Regions from separate parts of the Pan troglodytes genome. Here region 2 is linked to region 1. The links are chromatin contacts, called in public HiChIP or PLAC-seq maps. All regions are on one chromosome and are shown on one strand. The core of a region is the stretch at or near the end of the contact, and the rest is flanking DNA. Distances in the headings are between cores, read along the strand shown. Region 1 holds the start of NCAPG2 (non-SMC condensin II complex subunit G2). Region 2 holds the start of ESYT2 (extended synaptotagmin 2).

Region 1 (4,835 bases), core at 1,231-3,730:
AGCAAGATGCTGGCTCAGCAGAGCTGAGTTGATTCAACAAAAGAACAATCTGATCCCAGCTGCAGATTCTGAAGATGCTCCCCTTTCTAAAGGCCATTCCTCCATCAAAAAAATCTCACTGTTAGTGTCATCTTGTTATTCAAAGCGAGATGGAAAACAGTGGCCCCGGGGGTCACCTGGGATCTTGTTAGACTATGCATTAGGCATGCTCAACCACAGCATCCTCCTCCCACCCCTTCGGGATAATGAGAGCTCAGGGGACTTTGTATACCCTCCATCCTGCCTGTGTTTTTCCAGGAAATTCTATTTCGCATTCACAATACCTGGTGCTACTGGTGCCCTACTGAAAAAACATCAACCTAAAGATGAGGTAATAGCAAATGATGGAACACATTTGCAGTAGGAGCCCCCTCACTTTAAAAATAAATGAAAACCACCTGCACCATTATAAATAGAGCAATATGGAAAACTACTGCCAATAATTATGGGGACAGAGAGTCATCTTAAACATATAATACTAGATTTTAATGTCCAAATTGAACAAAGCAAAAATAACCTCAGTTTAATGACTCCCCAAATAAGTTAACAGTGAAGTCTGGTCATCTCATTCCTCAACTCAAATGGCTGAACTATGAACTACGGTCATGGACCACATAACATTTCAGTCAACAACAGACCACATGTATGACCGTGGTCCCATAAGATTATAATGCCATATTTTTACTGTGCCTTTTCTATGCTTAGATATGTTTAGCGATGCAAATACTTGCCATTGTATTACAGTTGCCTACAGTATTCAGTACAGTAACACTCTAGGAGCAGTAGGCTACACCATACAGCCTATGTGTGTAGGCTGCACCTCTAGGTGTAGGCAAGTCCACTGTGATGTTCATGCAATGATGAAATTGCCTAACAACAACGTGTCTCCCTCTTTAAATCAAGCATGACTGGCACATTTTTCACTGACAAAGAAAATGGGGAGGTAAGGGAGAGTGGCCAGTAACAAGCATAATGAATAGTGGTTAGGACAAATTCATGATTTTAGAAAAATAATCCAATAAGGTGCAGCAAACACATGGAATCATACGTCTTCGCCCGGCAAGTCTGTGAACACTCTCCACTTTTTCATAGTTCTGGTCACTTTTCTTGTTTGTTCTACTTCCAAGTGTACCTCTTTGGCATTTTAGTCCAACCTACAGTAATACACTTCCTCTAGACTACCAAACTTATTCCTATATTTCCCATTTTCCCTCTTATATTAGTGACTGTAATTTTTTAATGGTTAATTTTTCAATCTATCTCCCAAGGTGGCGATATTCCATGTTTCTTGTACCATATGTGCATGAGACCTCAGCCCTGCAGCCAGAATGCTACTTTCAAGGTAAGGAGTCATCTCACCATCCAGTTATCAGTCCGAAGAGCAGGTTACTCTTCGCACAGGAGGTCTGGTACTAAATCAAGATGAGCATTAAAACGAAGAAATCCCTGTTACCTTCTCACCACCTGTGACTTCCCACTCCGTCCCCAAACTCCTTCCTCAGGGACACAACAAGAGGCACCAAACCAGCAACAAGAGTTCAGGAGACTGATGTCTCTGAGGACAATGCCCACGTCCACAGCTGGGGAGATACTCTCTGAGGGCAGTGCCTACACCCAGGGCTCAGGGGGACACTCTCTAAGGGCAGTACCGACACCCAGGACTGAGGGGACTCTCTCTGAGGGCAGTTCCCATGCCCAGGACAGAGGGGGTCGCTCTCTGAGGGCAGTGCCCATGCCCAGGACTGAGGGGACGCTCTCTGAGGGCAGTGCCCATGCCCAGGACTGAGGGGACGCTCTCTGAGGGCAGTGCCCATGCTCAGGACAGAGGGGGTCGCTCTCTGAGGGCAGTGCCCATGCCCAGGACTGAGGGGACGCTCTCTGAGGGCAGTGCCCATGCTCAGGACTGAGGGAGTCGCTCTCTGAGGGCAGTGCCCATGCCCAGGACTGAGGGGACACTCTCTGAGGACGGTGCCCATGCTCAGGGCTGGGGGGTCGCTCTCTGAGGGCAGTGCCCGCGCCCGGGGCTGGGATTTTCCTCCGACACGGACAAGAAGGACGGGCGTCGCTGAGCTGGGTAGCGGGGATGGCCCGGGGTCGCCAGTTCCGTCCAGTTCCGTCAGAGGCAGCACTGCCCGCACGCAGGTCGGCCGCCTCCTTAGGGGAGTGGAGGCTGGGACCCCGACCAGCCGAGGAGGGGCTTCCCGCCCGATCCCTGCTACTTCCCAGCCCCTGCTCCGAACCCAATCCCGGCTCGGCACCGCAGCTCTTACCTGGGCTCGGGGACCCGCCGTTTCCCGCGCTCGGACCAGATTCAAACGCACCCGCCGGCGCCCCAGACGGGCCCCGCCCTCCCGGTCGTCATCAGGCGCCGCTCTCGCGAGAGCTGGGGCGCCGCGAGCCTCGGGCCTCGCCCACACGCCCGCCCCGCCCCGCCTCCAGATCGTGCCCCGCCCACATGCCCGCCAGTCATCTTCCTGTCTATGCCCCGCCTCTTAGGGCGCGGCCTCGAGCAGCTAAGCCCAGTGCCCTACCGGGCACTACGGAGCGCGCACGCGGGGCGCCACAGCTGCGGAACCCATGCACGGTCCGCGCGCCGACGTCCACTGCGCGCTCGTGCGCGTCCTGGGGCCTCCGCGGAGGGAGTGCGCGGTCCAGGAGAGGGCGGGGCGCTGCGAGCGGGCGGTGTTGTGGGAAGCAGGAAGGAGAGGAAGAGAGAGACGGGGAGAGAAAGGAAAGGCTTGGGGCGGGGAGAGGCCACAGGGCAGTGTCTGGATCCCCGGGAGGACCCCACCCCGACCTGGCCGGCCCCCGTGACCGCCCTCCCTGCCGAAGGGGCACCTGTCCGGGTGGTCCGCAGCCTGCACACGGTAGGTGCACCCTGGGCAGGTGCTTCCCCCGCAGGAGCCCCCCCGGCCAGGTGCGACCCCTAACAGGTGCTTCTCCTGCAGTTGCTCCTCCAGCAGGTGAGGCCCCCGGCAGGTCAGCTGCCCATAGGGTGGAGAGGGAGAGGCCTTAGCGGGGACCCTCGGAGGCACCCGTGTGAAGGAGGAGTAGCAATGTCATTCAATTCTTTGGACTTAAATGCCAAAATCACATACTGATGTATCAATCTCTTTTAATTTGTGTCAGCGAATAACTTGATTGGGCGTTCCCAATTTTTGTTGAAAGCAAATTCTTAGAAAACGGTGCTCTTTACCACCGAGCTCTGCATCCCTTCGTGAGGACTTGGCCTTCCCTGGAGCTATGTTCTTTCATGCTTGAGATGTCTAGAGTGGTATCTGTTTTCCTGGCTTAACTCAAGCCAGAGGTCTTGGCGAGATTGAAGTCGTTGCACTGTGGGAGCACAGCACCACCCAATAGGAACATCATGGGAGCCACAAGTGCAATTAAATTTCTAGTGACCACATTAGAAAAATGAAGATAAATAGGTGACATTAATTTTTAAATGTTTTATTTAGCCTAGTATATCAAAAATATTTATGTTACTTGTTGGAATATCGTTTCAACAAGCAATATAAAATTATAGCAGGGAGAAGACTGGTTTACTAGGAAGCTTGCAACAGTGAAGCAAGGCAGGCTGCAGAGGGGAGGGAGAAGACCCACTCAGAGGATGCTGAGTCTGGGACCCTTGTCAACAGGTGGCCGATATCTAACATTGCCTATTTCATCCTGGGGCTCCAGCCACCTCTGACCTCCTCCTCCCTCCATACACAGATCCTTCCCTGCCATTTCTTGAATTTTGGTGCCCTCATCTTCTCACTGCTTTCTTCTTAGCAATTTCCTTCATATCCAAGGTGCAAACTGCCACCTTCAAGCAGTGACCTCTGCATCTGGATTTGCAAGACACGGTTATTTCTGAACTCCAGAATTTTCAACAGCTCACTGCCTACTCCCACGCTGGTGCTGACATGCATCCAAAACAGATATCGACTTCCCCTCCCACCCCTGAATCCTGCCCCTTTCCTTATGCTGGTCCCTCCTCCAATCAGCCATCTGTTCCTGGGGGTTCCACTTCCTGAGTAGGAATAATGTAACAAGTTACGCATGTGAGCTCTGAAGCTGTACCACCTGGGCTAACCTGGTTCTGTGCTCACTAGCTGGTGACCTTCAACAAGCCGTGGGCGACTGAGCCTCAGTTTCCTCATCTATCAAATGGGACCTACTTAAGTACTGAGCCTCCTCTAGGAGGTTGTTATGAGGCCTAAATGTCTGTATAATGCAGAGCTCAGCCTCCTCTAGGGGGTTGTTATGAGGCCTAAATGTCTATGTAGTGCAGTGCTCAGAGGCGCGTGGAAGCAGGGCAGCAGGAGCGCCCAGTGCGCCCCCAATGCACCTGCCCATGCAGCCACTAATGTCATAGGATCCTTTGGGTATCGCTTCACCAGCTAGAAACCTCCGTGGCCAGCGGTGCCTCTGCTAGAGTTTTGCTCGAGCCCACTCAGCCCAGCAGGTTGCGCTCGGCTTGCACTACCAACCCAGATCCCACGCCTGCCAAGGGTGAGCCAGGTGCAGAGCAGCAAGGGGTATGTGAGCAAGCGAGCATGGGGTCCAACCACTGCGCACACCCAGCCATGCAGCTGCTGTGGTGGAGCAGGCAGCTCTAGGTGCCTGCACAGCTGCCGGCTCCATGCAAGGCTGTGGCTGGACCAGAGGTACCACAAGTGGCTTCCACTGCAGGCATCAGCATCTGGACAAGGGGAACATGGTGGCACCCGAAAGCTCACAGATGCCAGGAGCCACAGAGCCCCAAAGGGGGGTTATAGTGTGTCACAGCCCTGGCTCGGGGAGCCCCGAGG
Region 2 (4,952 bases), core at 1,945-4,444, 130 kb after region 1:
TTTTATTATGAAAATAAAGTATATTACACTTTTAATAAATATCACAAAATAGATACATAATTTAAAAGATATTTTTAAAATCTCTCTAAAACTGTCAACATAATCACTGTCAAGTTTCATGTGAATCCTTCAAGAAGCGTCTTAAGCAACCTAGGCACACTGAAGTTTACACATGTGGGATTATGAGCTCAAGTACAAATTTGGAATAAACAAGTAAAACATTCTGGAGAAAATATAAATTCATGAGGTGAACACCACAGTTCATCAGTTTAAGTCACACAGATTAAAAACTCGAAAAGAATCTTTGGCTAAATTACTTTTGTATTTTTTTTAAAAAAAAGAATTTCAGGCTGGGCGCAGTGGCTCACACCTGTAATCCCAGCACTTTAGGAGGCTGAGGCGGGTGGATCACGAGGTCAAGAGATCGAGACCATCCTGGCCAACATGGTGAAACCCAGTCTCTACTAAAAATACAAAAATTAACTGGGTGTGGTGGTGTGCGCCTGTAGTCCCAGCTATTCAGGAGGGTGAGGCAGGAGAATGGCTTGAACCCGGGAGGCGGAGGTTGCAGTGAGTTGAGATGGCGCCACTGCACTTCAGCCTGGCAACAGAGCGAGATTCCGTCTCAAAAAAAAAAAAAAAAAAAATTTCAGTTCTTCAATAGGGCAGCAATTTCATCTGTACAGTCTGTGTGGCCGGGCGCGGTGGCTCACGCCTGTAATCCCTGCACTTTGGGAGGCCAAGGCGGGCGGAACACAAGGTCAGGAGTTTGAGACCAGCCTGGCCAACATGCTGAAACCCTGTTTCTACTAAAAATACAAAAATTAGCTGGGCGTGATGGCGCACGCCTGTAATCCCAGCTACTCGGGAGGCTGAGGCAGGAGAATCGTTTGAACCTTGGAGGCGGAGGTTGTAGTGAGCCGAGATCACGCCATTGCACTCCAGCCTGGGCAACAGGGAGAGGCTCTGTCTCAAAAAAAAAAAAAAGAAAAAAAAAAAGAAAATCTGTGTTTCACAAAGATTTTTAACAAGCAAATTTGATATTAGCCAATAACCAAGTATCTATGAAAGTCAGCATCATCACTTCCTGCAACTTTCAGCATTGATAACATTGCTGTTTTGGTAATGGATGCTAATGGACTCTGTTTTTAGCTACTTTTTAGTATTATGCATCTTAGTGTAATATAGATACAAAACGTCACTTTAAAGTCCTTTTCCATTTCCAAAGTGCACCTCTTCTGTTCTTAGTTTTTCCCACCTCGGTTCCTCTTAACTTCCTTTTTCTACACACCCCTCGGTTTTTCCCGCCACTAGCTAAAAGCTGCACCATGCCAGTTACCTTGGTTCTCCAAATATGACTCCCTCATGTTCACCACGCATCGGCACAACTGTACATTCCCAAGCTCCTTACATTATATTCTTACTCCAGTTGCAATATGACGTCACAAAGTAGCATCTACTACCTTCTTCTTGTCTTGGGCACGCCTCCTTTCTAATTCTTGTTTGCCATCTGTGTTATGCCTTACTTCTCAGGTGTCTCATGACTGGAAACAGGGACTTTTCTCCTCTAAAAGAAAATGACCCTTCCGAAACCCACTGCTGGTCACCTTCACCCCAAAGTTTATATTAAGCCTAATGGAAGAATCATTAAAATCCTTTCTTGCAGTGTGAAACTGTGACGCCAAGTCATGGCTAAGAAAGAATTAGGGAATGACAAGAAAAAGATTTGAAGCCAACTCTTCGTGTCTATAGTCCATAAATATATGAGGTAGAGAACTGCCGGGTTAAAAATAAAATAATACCATGACTCTTGTTATTGCTGCAACTCTTCCAAAACTTCCTGCCACACACACACACATTCACACTGGATTCAGGTCGATCCCATATAAAAATGCTCAGTCTCACAATTATACTTGCAAAAAACTGAAACAATCTTTCAATTATCTAATATCTCCACATCTTTCGAGAGACACTCACTGCCCTTGAAATGCGTCAGAAACAACCAAGACACGAGTGCGTCTTCTCCCGGTAGAAGAAAAAGTTAACTTCTCCCCCACCAGCTGTCATTACGTTTTTTTTTTTAAAACAGAAGGAAAAGCTGAAGCCACCCGGAGCATTTCCAGGCCGGCAGGGCGTTGGGAATGAGCACGAGAATCGCGCTGGGCGCTCTGAGAGCAGAACCGGCCGCTCAGGCCCCTAAGGAGACCCCGCGGGCGGCACCAGGAGGAAGCGCGCGCTCCGGGCAGGACCGCGGCCGAAGAGGGGGCACCAAGCCCGGTACCTGCCGCTGGCGCTCGGGGTCTGCAGGCCGGGGGAGGGAAGTGGGCTTTGTGAAGAGGGGTCTCCGAGAAAGCCGCGCGGGACGGCGAGGGGAGGCTTCACGAGGGCAGACGCGCCCCGGACCCAGAGCCTGGGCGGGCGGGGAAGCGGAGAAGGGGACGCCCGACTTGGACGGAGGGAGGGCACGGAGCACTCAGGACTAGGGCGGGAGCGGCGAGCAGCGGGCGGCGGCCCCAGGCGGACAGGTTCGCAGGGAGTGGGCCGGAGGCCGGGGCGGGGCTGGGGTCTGCACTCGCCCTAGGAGGCAGGTCGCCAGCAGGCTGGGAGTCGGGGCCGGGGGGCGGGGCGGGGTCTGCACTCACCCAGGCGGCAGGTCGCGGGGAGGGGAGTGCCTGCCTGGACGAGGGGAGATCGGGACTGGTGGTCAGGGGTCGGGACGGGCAGGGGTCTGCACTCACCCAGGCGGGCAGGTCGCAGGCGCGCACCCCCAGGCGCACGACGCGCTCCTCGTCTTCCAGCAGCGCCAGCGCGCGGCACAGGCGCAGGGCCTTGAGGCCGCGGCTGCGGCGACACCAGGCGAGCAGCGCGAGCGCGAGGAGAACCCAGCTGAAGCTGAGCCCCAGGTAGCCCAGCGCGTACACGGGCAGCAGCAGCGCGAAGCTCCGCGCCAGCTGCGCCAGCAGCCCGGGCAGCTCCACGCTCAGCACGCCCCCGGGGTTCTCAGGCGCCGCGCGGCCCCCAGCCCCGCCGGCGCCCGCCTCCGGGCCCTCGCCCCGGGCGCCGCTCATCGCCCCGCCGTGCCGCGCTGCCGTCCCGGCCGAGGCGGGCTGGGTGCTCGCGCTGATCACGGGCGGCTCAGCCCCGCGCCAGCGCCCCTCTGAGGGGACGCGGCTCCGCCGCACGCCCGCCTCCGCCCGGGACGGTGGCGTCATCACGCGGGGCGGGAGCGGCGTGGGCCTGGGGCTGGCACGTCACCGGGAGCGGGCGGGGTGGATACTGACGTCATCGCGCGGGGCGGGCCGTGGGCCGGGTCGGAGACTACTGGAGTGGGCCGGGCAGGCGCACGACGTCATCACGCGAGCGTTGTGTCTCGGCTGGCGGGAGCCGGGGACGGGAAAGGAGAGTGCTCGTTGCGTGGGCTGGGCGTGCCTGCGTCCCCCCGAGCCCCACAGGGCACCCTCCCCACGTGCCTGTGGCCTCGGAGCCCGCGGGCGGTTTTGGCTCGGCGTCGCGCCCCGAGGCGGCTTCCGGGTGCGTGGCTGCGCTCGCCGGGGCCCGGGAAGTTGCCGTCGTCAAACCCAAAGGCTGACCGCCTCTGGGAGCTGCTGAGCGCAGCCGGGGTGGCGGTGGGATGAGAGGGCGGCGTCCCTGTTTGCGGTAATTTCGCGGCCAGGAGGACGGGTGACAGGGCGCCGCCCGCCGGAGGTCGGACGGGCGCCGCTGGCGGGAGTCCTCCAGTATTTTTCGGTGTGAGGTTGCCTAGCCAGTGTGCAAGGTTGTGGCTTTTGCGGAGTCTCTCGGGATGGTCTTGTTATCAGGTATTCCGGCGTGAGAACGCTGCCTCTGGGGCCCTTCCCACCCTGCTTGTCAGGGTTTTAAACACGAACGACTCCGTTGTGACCCTGACAACTCTCACACAGTTCAGTTGGCTTTTAAGATGCCTTTAATCCCAAAAGTCCTCCCTGAGGGGTCTGGTAGTGCCGGGCAAAGACCACCGCAAGCGCCCAAGGGACGCTGTTGACACTCGGGAACTCCACCCCGGGCACCACGCAGCTTCGCCGAAGGTGTTAATATTGTGGCCAACTATGAATAGCTGTTTCAAATGACTAATTTTGGGCCTTGCCTGTGATTCCTGAGGTCACTTTTCAGTTAACTCAAAAACACAACTATTGATCACTTTACTTTCCAGTGAATTCAATCGAGTTAATTATATTTGTTCTGTAGTTTCTTTCAAGGAAACTCCAAGCCAAACAGTAGCAAAGAACATCCTATTTGACTGTTTTTGAGCATATTCAGTGAATTCCAAGGAAATTTTTACTGAATTTGTAACAGAGTAGGGCACTGGCAGGTACTGAATGAATAAACAAATGCCTAGAAGAAGCAGGGTCACCTTTACATAGGAATCTCTCTCCCCTCGTTCCTGCGTCTGCATAATTTTGTGTGCATATGTATGTGGAGATTATATCACATATGTAAAACATTGCAGAGTCTAAACGCTCAACTCCAGGCAAGGGCAGTAAACCCCAAGCAAGGAATGGAAGTGGTTTCCCTTTTCTTACTCTTCACAGTCCCTGGTTTGCTGCAGCAACAAATTATATTATGTAGATTGTAAATATGCAACCGGTTAATGCTCCTAACACCACCTTTCATTCAAAACTAAGCCTCAACACAAAAGCAAGTAATTGCCTTGTTGACACAGAAAGGAGCCTGAGCCTTTCTTTTGCAGCTTTCCTCTACTGGAAAATTGTAGGATCACATCCTACAAAGACTTGCATAAACATAAGCCACGTAAAAAATTCTGTAATCCCAGCACTTTGGGAGGCCGAGGAGGGCAGATCACGAGGTCAGGAGATCAAGACCATCCTGGCCAACATGGTGAAACCCCGTCTCTACTAAAAATAACAAAAAATTAGCCGCGCATGGCGGCGCGCACCTGGAGTCCCAGCTACTCG

Evidence for each region. HiChIP or PLAC-seq counts read pairs in DNA pulled down with a chosen protein or histone mark.
Region 2: a contact with region 1 is called in an H3K4me3 HiChIP or PLAC-seq map of stem cell-derived excitatory neurons, with 3 times the contacts expected there. The contact joins the promoter of ESYT2 here to the promoter of NCAPG2 in region 1. A contact is called at or near these places in 1 of 7 Hi-C or Micro-C datasets (stem cell-derived neural progenitor cells), 1 of 1 datasets of contacts at active chromatin or transcription factors (stem cell-derived excitatory neurons) and 1 of 1 other capture datasets (stem cell-derived neural stem cells).

Annotation. Positions count from the first base shown.
Region 1 is chr6:173,835,279-173,840,113 of NHGRI_mPanTro3-v2.0_pri, forward strand. It overlaps NCAPG2 (non-SMC condensin II complex subunit G2), which reads right to left and starts at 2,481. Exons shown (of 28, transcript XM_016958513.4): 1 at 2,310-2,481.
Region 2 is chr6:173,966,569-173,971,520 of NHGRI_mPanTro3-v2.0_pri, forward strand. ESYT2 (extended synaptotagmin 2) reads right to left here and starts at 3,195. Exons shown (of 22, transcript XM_016958521.4): 1 at 2,739-3,195. The coding sequence starts at 3,068.